2 separate regions of the Rattus norvegicus genome follow, and region 2 is linked to region 1. The links are chromatin contacts, called in public Hi-C maps. All regions are on one chromosome and are shown on one strand. Each heading gives the region's core, a stretch centred on a gene start, on an enhancer-like site or on the middle of the called end of the contact. The rest is flanking DNA. Distances are from core to core; before and after follow the strand shown.

The links. Hi-C and Micro-C count contacts between places; a contact is called where the count stands out from the background.
Region 2: a Hi-C map of psoas muscle shows a contact between it and region 1, with 3 times the contacts expected there. The contact joins the promoter of Rgma here to the enhancer-like site in region 1. A contact is called at or near these places in 3 of 12 Hi-C or Micro-C datasets (frontal cortex, prefrontal cortex and psoas muscle).

The regions. Positions count from the first base shown.
Region 1 is chr1:136,495,945-136,500,664 of GRCr8, forward strand. No RefSeq gene overlaps it. Among named protein-coding and RNA genes, the nearest start is that of Rgma, 40 kb to the right of the region's middle. Within about 2 kb of position 2,222, at least 5 of the 93 cell types and tissues checked have an H3K27ac peak or open chromatin away from gene starts, as enhancers often do.
Region 2 is chr1:136,536,259-136,540,978 of GRCr8, forward strand. Rgma (repulsive guidance molecule BMP co-receptor a) reads left to right here and starts at 2,524. Exons shown (of 4, transcript NM_001107524.1): 1 at 2,524-2,889. The coding sequence starts at 2,876.

The sequences.
Region 1 (4,720 bases), core at 972-3,471:
CCTACAACCAGATTCAGAAATATGGAGTCAGGAAAAACCGTAGTTCTTGAGCTGTGAGGTGCTGGATTTCAAGATGACAAAAATACTTCCTTTTTACCTAGTGATGTCAGTGGTGACATCACTAGGACAGAGCCTGGGGCACTGGCTCTAAAGTAGAGTCATCTCCCTTCAAGCTGTAGGCTCACCATTGATAGGTGGGCTTTGGACAAAGTGTTAACCTCTCTGTGCTTTTGTTTCCTTTTCTGGAAAAAAAAAATGAAATACACATGGAGAAGATAATTGCACATAGCTTCTGATATGAGTTAATTTATATAAATCTGTTAACCTGGTGCCCAGCCTGTATGAACACTCATCCCCCAGGCAAAGCCACGGGAAAGAGCAATGCGTTCCCAGGGAACTCCACATATTAAGGATATCATAGAGCAGACACAGATCCTGCCCGAGCACCAGGGAAGCACCTGTTCCGTTGCCAAGGCCACCTGGAATTCTAAAACAACCCTCATAATAGTACTTTCCTCATTTCCCTCTCTCTTGTTACAAAAGAATAAACAGGGTTCTAAAAAATAAAAAATAAATAAATCAAATGATTGATCACACAACTAGAAAATTCTGGATCCAGGTTTGAACCTTACCCGATTTCACTTACTTCTATGCCATTACTCTCTGCCAGAAACAGCCCCAAGAAGCCATGTTAGGAGATGCATACGTAATTGGAAGGAGAACCTTGCCTGTGTTCCCTCCAGCACCCGCCCACCTGATCATGATCAGACATGCTTCCTCATTTCAAGGTAGCCCTCTCCGCCCTTTGACAGACAGGTGCTCATTCTCCAAATGACAGTTGCTCCAGGGATCCAGGAACCTCAGTTTGTCATTGTAAGCGATCTGGGGTGGGGGGTGGGGATGGGGGAAGGAGCTGCACGATAGCTCAAGGCACAGTTGGGGTCCAAGTGTCTATCAGTGCAGCCATTCTCACGGTGATCCACAGAGCCATATGCCGTGTGAGCCAGCAGATGACACCGCACTGGCTTCCACCCTTACAGACCTGCCACACAGATAGACCAATAGCCAGAAGTAGGCGTGGCATCAGCCCTATCCCAGAGGAAAACAGAAAGCCATGCCTTCCCTCTTCCCGTACTGGATGGAGGACTGCCTTTCTCATAAGAGGAACGCAGCAAGGCCTGTGAGCCAGAGGGTTCGGCACAGGCTGTGTAGAAGAAGAAAAGTGGGCTTTGGTTGACCTTGAAACTGAATTATTGAAGTGACTAGATTTTTCCTAACTCAGAGGTTGCTGAGATCTGCAAAAGAAGGCGGCCTTCACAGCTCTGCCACGTGGCATGGGAGTTGTCGGTCAGCAGGCTGGTAGGAGGGCCAGTAGGGCCGGCAGGATTTGTCATTTCTAATCTTTTTTGTTGTGATTTTCTCTACAAGCATGGATTGCTTTTACAAATAAGAAGAAAGGTTAGGATTCGCCCTGACTACTAGGGGTTGTATGGAAAGGAAAAAGCCTGCCATTTATGGGAAGCCAGGACCCAATTGTGATGTCTCCTCTAAAGACAGCTTGGACTTATCACTGCACATCCTTCGCACCCGCCAACCCCATAAACATGCCAGCTACAAATCACATTAATAACGCTCGGAGGAAAGGACAGCTTTCCTCTGGGAGCAGATGCACAGGGACCACTGATTTCCAGCTTTGGGGGATGGAGTCCCATTCCAAGTGAGGATAACACACCTGTCTTTATATAAAGAGGCAGTCAGTGTCCGGCAGCCCTGATTCACGCACTGTCCTGGATTTTCCTATTCAATGCTAAGTCTAGCTCAGAAAGAATAGCCTATAACCGGAATCGTCCATAAATAATGAGGACCTGAGATTGTCTCAGATTCAAATACATAAGCTCATGATCTCAGCAGACTCCTGGATCATCACAGATGTTCTGCCCTAAAAAGGCAAGTTTGAGGCTCTGGGGCAGTGGAGGATGGATAAAGGCTTTAAAAGAAACTTGATCCCTGAGAACCACAGTGAAACCAGCCAGTGGGCCCCAGCACTAGAGACAAATCCAAGGCCAGTGGTCTCAGGAAGACTGCTCTCTGAGGTCAATTAAGGTCATCCCAACTCCTTGGCAGGACCCAAACTGAAGGAAGCCCAGGGATCTTTTCTCTGTCAGCACTCAGGAGACAAGAGCCTGGAGCCAAGCCCCAAAGCTATCAGCAAGCAGTTCTTTGCCAAAGGCTGGTCACCTTCCAAGGCAAGGCCCAGGGACAGGTGGCTATGAGCACAGCCTCTCTCCAAGCTTCATCTCCACGGGCATCCTGTTTTTCAACATCCCCAAACAGGGCTTTCCAGAGAAGTCATGAGGCCCAAGTGACCCCTGATTTCAAAGGCTGCAGGGAGAGAGTGGTACAACTCTTCCCTGTGTATTCTTTGCCATAAGTGGTAACACCGTCCCCACAGCCATGAGCTAAGAGGTGGATGGGCCTTTCACAAGCCATCAAGTGATGGATCTGCTAGCCAGCAGTGCAGCATGCATTCTCTGCACACAGACTTCCCTAAACTAACGGAAGGGCTCTGTGTGGACTAATAGCCTTAGGCAGTAGTTAGACTACCAGAGAGGTTCCTCCACAAATATAAGAAGGCTTACCCATGTCAGCTCCTGTCCCTTGCCACATCCCATCCTGTAGCCACCTATGTTCCCAGTCTCTTGTGTCTTTTCTTAGTCCCAAAAACTACACACCCCATGCTTTGCAACATCCTTCTAGAACCACATCAATTTTTCTGAAAGTTGGCCATCCAAATCACATTTTACTGGACCTCCTGCATGCTCTCTACTAGCCAAAGCATGCTGTCCACATGGCCTCCTGCGAGCATCTTAGCCTATGACATCGGCCTCTCAATGCTGCCTCTAGAGCCCCAGTGCAGCCCAAGCAGACTCTGACCAGACGACAGAATCAAGAAACCCCAACCTTGTAGACACATCTCTCTCTCTTTTTTAATAGCCATTCATAGCAAGAGTTCTGAAACCACCCTCTCTACATTCTACATGGTGTTTCATACCCTGGTTCTCTCTCCACCCTCCTAGCTCTTGAAATTGCACCCAATACCCCACACATCAATCAAAGAAGACACAACTATCGTGCACTTTGGTCCATTGCAAACCTGATCAGCTCTGGTAAAAAGCTAGCATTTTACATAAAGTGGAAATAGGCCACAGTGCAGAGAGCACAGTATGGTGTGGTTTCCTGACGGGCAAAAGAACTTCAGGGAAATGGTTCTTACACTCACAGATGACGCTCTAGCTATTTCCCAAGGTCCCCTTTGTCGAGTCATAAAGATGACCGTTTACGGTCGGGTTGGCTGACACCTTCCTCATCCAGCTCTCCCTCGACGAGCAACTGACAGCACATCTAACGAAGGTTTGCTGAGTGAGAGCCTCCTTTAGAGACAAAATGAGATTTGTCTCTAAAACTTTCAGCTTTGCTAAAAAAGTATTCTCTGCTTCACAATCAGGGTATTCTTTTTTTTTTTCTTTTTTTAAGATAAATTTTGCTCCAGTCTTCCTGCAGGATCCCACTGGGTGAAAACGTACATAGGGAAATAAAACCTTCCCTCACTGGCCTCACGGATCTTCTGAAAGCTTTTGTCTCCAGCTGGCTCAGGAGAGAGTACTCATTAGATGCAGCGCGCAAACTCTGTCTCTCGGAGGCCCAGCGTCAGGGCACGCTGCAATCCATCACCCCCAGGAACCTGTCCAAGCTGAGAACCAGAGGCTGGAGGAAGCACGCATACCCACGAGTCCTCCTCCCTGTGAAGCTCTCCTAGCCAACGGAGCAGGACAGCTTGCCAACCCTTCTGAGGCCCGATTTCATTATGGGCAAATTCCTTACTAGGATCCATTGAGAATATTAAAGACAAGCCACCTAAACGTGTTCAGAGGAGACTCCTCGAGTGCATTTCATCCAGCTATGCAGGGACTGGTTAAGATAGGTAGACTGCCATGTGGATCTGACAGGAGAGACGGAAGAACAGACAGGTAAGAGACGTGTCACGAGACGTGCCAGGCTGGGTGGCGTGAAAATTCTCCGCTTTGTTGCCCAGTGCACAGCATCAGGTCTCAAAACAATAAGCCAACAAGTCCCCTGAAGAGGACATTTAAAAACACAGATTCCTGAACCCAGACGGAATCTAAGACTATATTCTCAACCATATGCATTTCTGTGTGTATTATACACTGTATGTGCATTATGTGTGCCAGTTTGCATGTGTTTGGGCACACGTATGTACACGCATATGAGCCTTTCCAATTGCTCCTAGAGAGGCAGGTTCTCTCACATGAGTCTAGAGCACAGCAGCACAGCTAGTCTTGCTAACCATGTAGCTCCAGAGAGCCTTTGTCTCTCCACCTCCCAAACATAGAGAATGTAGGCCGGCCCTCTTGCCAAGTTTATGCGGTGCCAGAGGTCGAACCCAGTGTTTCCCACAAGCTAAGTAAGCATTCTACCACCTAAGCTAAATCCCCAGTCCAGATCACATAGCATGCATCTTCAATAAGAGCCCTGGCTGTAGGAGTCCCTCGGGCTGCACTGCTACAGGGAGGGAAGAGCATCGGTGGCTACAAGATCCCACACCTGCTCTATTGGCTGGTGTGGCCGTGGCCCTGGCCACCACATAGGCAAAGGTCAGTCAAGGCTGACTTGAGTCAGAACTGAGTAGACTGCTGTCTCT
Region 2 (4,720 bases), core at 1,274-3,773, 41 kb after region 1:
CCACACCCCGGGATCTTTGCCAGCTTTCCCGCCCGCTGGCGTGGTGCTCGGAGGAGAACCGCCTCCCGGTTGCGCCAACGCGGGACACTTCTCGCCAGCCGTTGACTCTTCTCTCACCTAACCGCTGCAGCGAGGGCAAGCTGGCGACCGGCCTCTCCGCTGGGAACAAACCTTTCTTCTCACAAAAGGAAGGAAAGAGTGGTCTGGAAGGGGTAGAAGCCTCAGCTGTCTTTCTATGAAGCCACATTTTTAACCCTCCCTCTGCTGTTCTGTGTATCAGATGAGAAACTGGGGTCCGGTGTGGTGGCGCACGCCTTTAATCCTAGCACTCGGAAGGCAGAGAGGTATGCAAATCTCTGCGTTCGAGGCTAGCCTGCTGCCTAGAGCAAAATCCAGGGCAGCGTTGGTTACACAGATAAACCAAAAGGGAGGAGGGGGAAGAGGAGAGGGAGGAGGAAGGGGAGGAGGGGGAGGAGGAAAATCTACTACAAATATACCTGTGACTTCCAAGTCCAAGTTTGCTACCTCTGTATTCAAACAAACAAAAACCCAAATTAGCCTATTTCCTGTTCCTAAGGAATTCAGGGTTAAAAGAAAAAGAAAAGTTCCCTGGAGGTTTAGATTAGGAATGTTTCTAGGTTGTTCTTGAAGCCATGCACAGTTCTTATTGACACACTCAACACACCCGTGCATGGCCTTATTTAAAGTCGGTGCTTATGGGCGTATTTAAGCTGCCTGTGCAGAGAATTCTGTGGCAATCGTGTATGGAATGAGTGGCATTAATATTCCTTGTCTTCACTGGCCACACTCACCAAGGTAAATAACTCTGGCTGGCTTTCTCCACTGACCCAAGCTTGAACTGAGATTAAACCCTCTTGGTCTAGGAAGTGGGTTGTTTGTACCCCCAAAAGAGAAAAACCTATTGACTACTTTCTAACAGTGACTTTTGAAAATTAGGTCTATATTGTGAAATGTTGGGCCCGTCCAAAGAGCATTTTAAAAACAAGGGGTACAAGGGGTGCGGGGATGACCCAAGTGATAACAATTATTCTGCCTCTGTTCTACACCAGGCTCTCCTGGATGCTGAGGATGGCACGATGAGCCCAAGGAGTGGTTCCTGATCACTTAAGTATGATGAGAAGGCCACAGATAAAGGTGTAATTACACATTGATGTCAGAGCTGAGAAAAACAACCCCTGGGATTTGAGGATTGGGGATTGGGTTGGGGGAGTGTCCCCAGGCATAGGATGATGGAATATATGAAAAGGAAATGCAAACTCACTCTCTCTCTCTCTCTCTCTCTCTCTCTCTCTCTCACACACACACACACACACACACACACACACACACACACACACACACTTCCTTATTTATAGACAAGGAAACTGAGGCTCAAAAGACCTAAAAGATTTGTCCAAGGTCGGGGCTAATTATAGAAAGGGGCCAACGCCCAATCCCTTCCTGCTAAAAACACACGGAGCTTATTTATAGCTCAGTTATAGATTATCCGAATTCATTTGGCCAGTAAAATGCAGAACATTGAGTTCAAAACCGCATCCCTTAAGATCATAAATAACGATGAGGGTCTTAATACTGACGATACCTTTTCATTAAACAGAGTTCTCATCCTATCAAAATTCCAGCGCTTGGTTCAGATTAAGAGACGATCAGGTCATAACCCTGTATAAAATATCCTGGCAGCTAAAATGTTCAGTGCTAATTTGAGTGTGAGCTGCGTGTCCCGGCTGACTTCACACCCCAGCTAGAGTTTCAGACCTATACGTGGCGTTGGGGTGAGACCCAGAGATGAGCCGCTAGCGGCTGGCTGTGCTCTCCACTGTGTGTGTGAGTTGCATGAAGAATCCTTTTGAGAAGCCGGGGAGTTTCCTCTGGCAATCTATGCGAGGAGGGGGCGGGGCGGGTGTGTGCGAGGTGGGGGTGGGAGGGAGACGCTGTGACCGGAGGTTACCTCTGAAGCTGGACCGCAATGGGAGGGCGTGCGAGACAGTCTTTTTACTCCAGACTCTGCCTGTAATTTTAGTCGAGTGTATTCGCGCACTCTACATGCAATATACATATTATTTATTTTTTCCAATAAGATTCTTAAACAAGAGTAAAATCCTTATAGAAAAAAGGTGGGTCTCGGCAGATGTCAATATTTATCCACGATTAGAAACCTCTAACCACCGTAGGCCCCCAGGTTGAAAACGTGGATTCCAAGCCATCTTGCCCAGGGTTAGGAAAGTTGAATACGTTAGCGGGAGGGAGGGTCGCTGCACTTGCTGCTCCCACCTTGGGATCGTGAGCCCGCGGGGAAGTGTGCGCTTTTTGGCAGGCACACCCCCAGGTCCTCACACACCCACTAGCGCGGATCAGCAAGGGTGGGACCGCGACGGGGCGGAGCCTTTGGAACCCAGACCCCACCTCTCCCGCCCCTCCCTCCGCCCCGCCCGCGCTCGCCCCCCGCCCGCTCCCGGGGCGCCGGGCCCGCCCCCTCCCTGCCGCGCGCAAACGAACCTCGCGACGCCGCGCTCAGCGGTGGCGGTGGCGGCGACAGGCCGGGCGAGGCAGCAGGTTAGCCCGGGCCGCCCTACTCTGCAGGCTTCTCGGAAGTACAAGCTGCGCCGCCCGAGCCCTGCGCCCGGGAAGCACTGGCCAGCGGGCCGCTCCTGAGGCCCGCTCCTCCAGGCGCTCGCAGGCATGCAGCCGGGGAGCAGGCGGAGTGCCCCGGGCCGCTACTGAGTCCGCGGAGCTGAGGGGATCAGCTCCAGCCGTGCCCCTCCCACCTCACCCAGGGCCCCACGAGCGACCGCCCTACACCTGGTCTTCGCGCGCAGCCCCGCCAGTGCCAACCCCCCGCGGGCTGGAGGGGCTCATGCAGCCGCCAAGGTAAGCGTGGACCGAGGGGCACGGGGTCCTGAGGTCCCCAAGGCGCTGCGGACACTTGCGCTCAGCCACCTCATGATCAGTGACTCCTCAACCCGGTGTCTCATCTCACACACTTAGGTCTTTGCCTCAGATGAATCGCCTTCGCTCTTGGCAGCAGGAAAGTTTTGTGGTTTGGTGGTTTTTTTTCTTTTTTTTTTCCCCCTAAAATGCTGCCCTGCGGGCAGCAGGCGTTGCGCGTGGCTGGACAGACTCGGTGCCTGTCCCACCCGCTGTGTACCGGCCTGGAGCTCTCTCCTGCGCGGCCACCTCCTCCTAGGGCGAGAGCCCCCTCGACCCACAGAGCTCTTGACACATCTGGTCATCCCTCTCACCCACCCTGAAGCCCGATTCGCTCGCTTCATCCAGGCCAGGATTGCAGAGGCTAGAAATGAACGCACCTGCCGGGGGTTGCGGGGTGTCGACATTGTACAGTGTGAGTGACCCTTGTCTAGGAGCGTCCGGTGTGCCAGACTTGGGGTGGGTGCTAAGGGGTGAGAGTCCCAAAAGGTCCGACGTTCCTAAGAGGAAGGCAAGGCACCGCGAGGACTCAGCGCCTGACTTGAGCCATGGCTCATCCCTGAGTATAACTAGGGAAGAGGGACAGGTGTATTGGGGGGCCGGTGCAAATATGAAAGACGCTTGGATGCAACTCTCGATTGCATCTTATTAAAGTATAGTTGCATTAGATTTTCTCGGGGGGAGAGTCAATTTCCCGAGACTGAGATTTTAATGGGAGCCTGTGTGCTGTTATTATGTGGTGTGGTTTCGGAAGGCGTTGGATTGTATTTATTTTATAAATTGGGTGTCTTGAGGCGGATGGATTCGGGGAAATATCGCCATCTAGCGGAAATGGTGATCTGTACCTTCCTCGCAAGCCGAAAAGTTGGGCGTCCTCAAAGTTCGCCTGAGATGCAGAGATGGGAACTAGCCAACCCGTCTCCAGAAAGACTAGTTCTCAAGTGCTCCTTACCATCCTGTAGAGCCTCGATGCCTGGGGCTTAGCTCCAGGGACCGAATGGCGAATTGTATTAGAGTCAAGACCTCACCTCCAGGACTTCCATTCCCCTCTTTGTGTAGTTTTGGGTTCTCCTAGCAAAACTGTCACTTGCCTTTGTCGTCCGCCACCCCCTACGCCCGCATCTGGTTCAGGGATCGGGCAAGCCTGTATGGTCACTTTACTACTCTCTAGTTCATCTGTAACTACATAGATGATTTGTGAGGTTAATGTTGAGCCCTGACTCTTAGAAAAGAGACTGGGTGCTCAAGTGTACTCTTAAGGGTAGCTGAAAAACTGGGGGGGGGGGGGACGCAGTGCCATCTGCACTGGAAGGGAACAGTGTACCCCCAAACGGCCTCCTCCTTTTTTTTTTTTTCACACACAAGGGGGAGAATTTCTGCTGTTCAAGCAAGCCTACTTCTCTGGACTGAATGACTGCCAGGATGGCGTGCAGATGGACAAAGGCTCTGGGTGGGGCACCTACACATCCAGGCGCGATGCACATTTTTTATGGCTGGATTGTGCTGCCACCTTCCAGGCCCGCTGAGGCTAGCAGGGAATGAGTTCTGTCTGTGTGAAGGGCACTCTGGCTCCTTGGAGAGCATTGTGGCTTTCTGCCTGTGCTAAAGCGAATTCCCTGAGAGGCTCCTGGGCTGCGGTGGTAGTAAGCAGGGTTCCAGCTTCCTTTTTCTTTCCTCTTCCTGTAAGTCTTATGTATCCCGGGCTGCTACTGACTTTTTATGTAACCAAAAATGACCTTGACCTTCTGGTTCTATCTCATCTAATAGATGCATT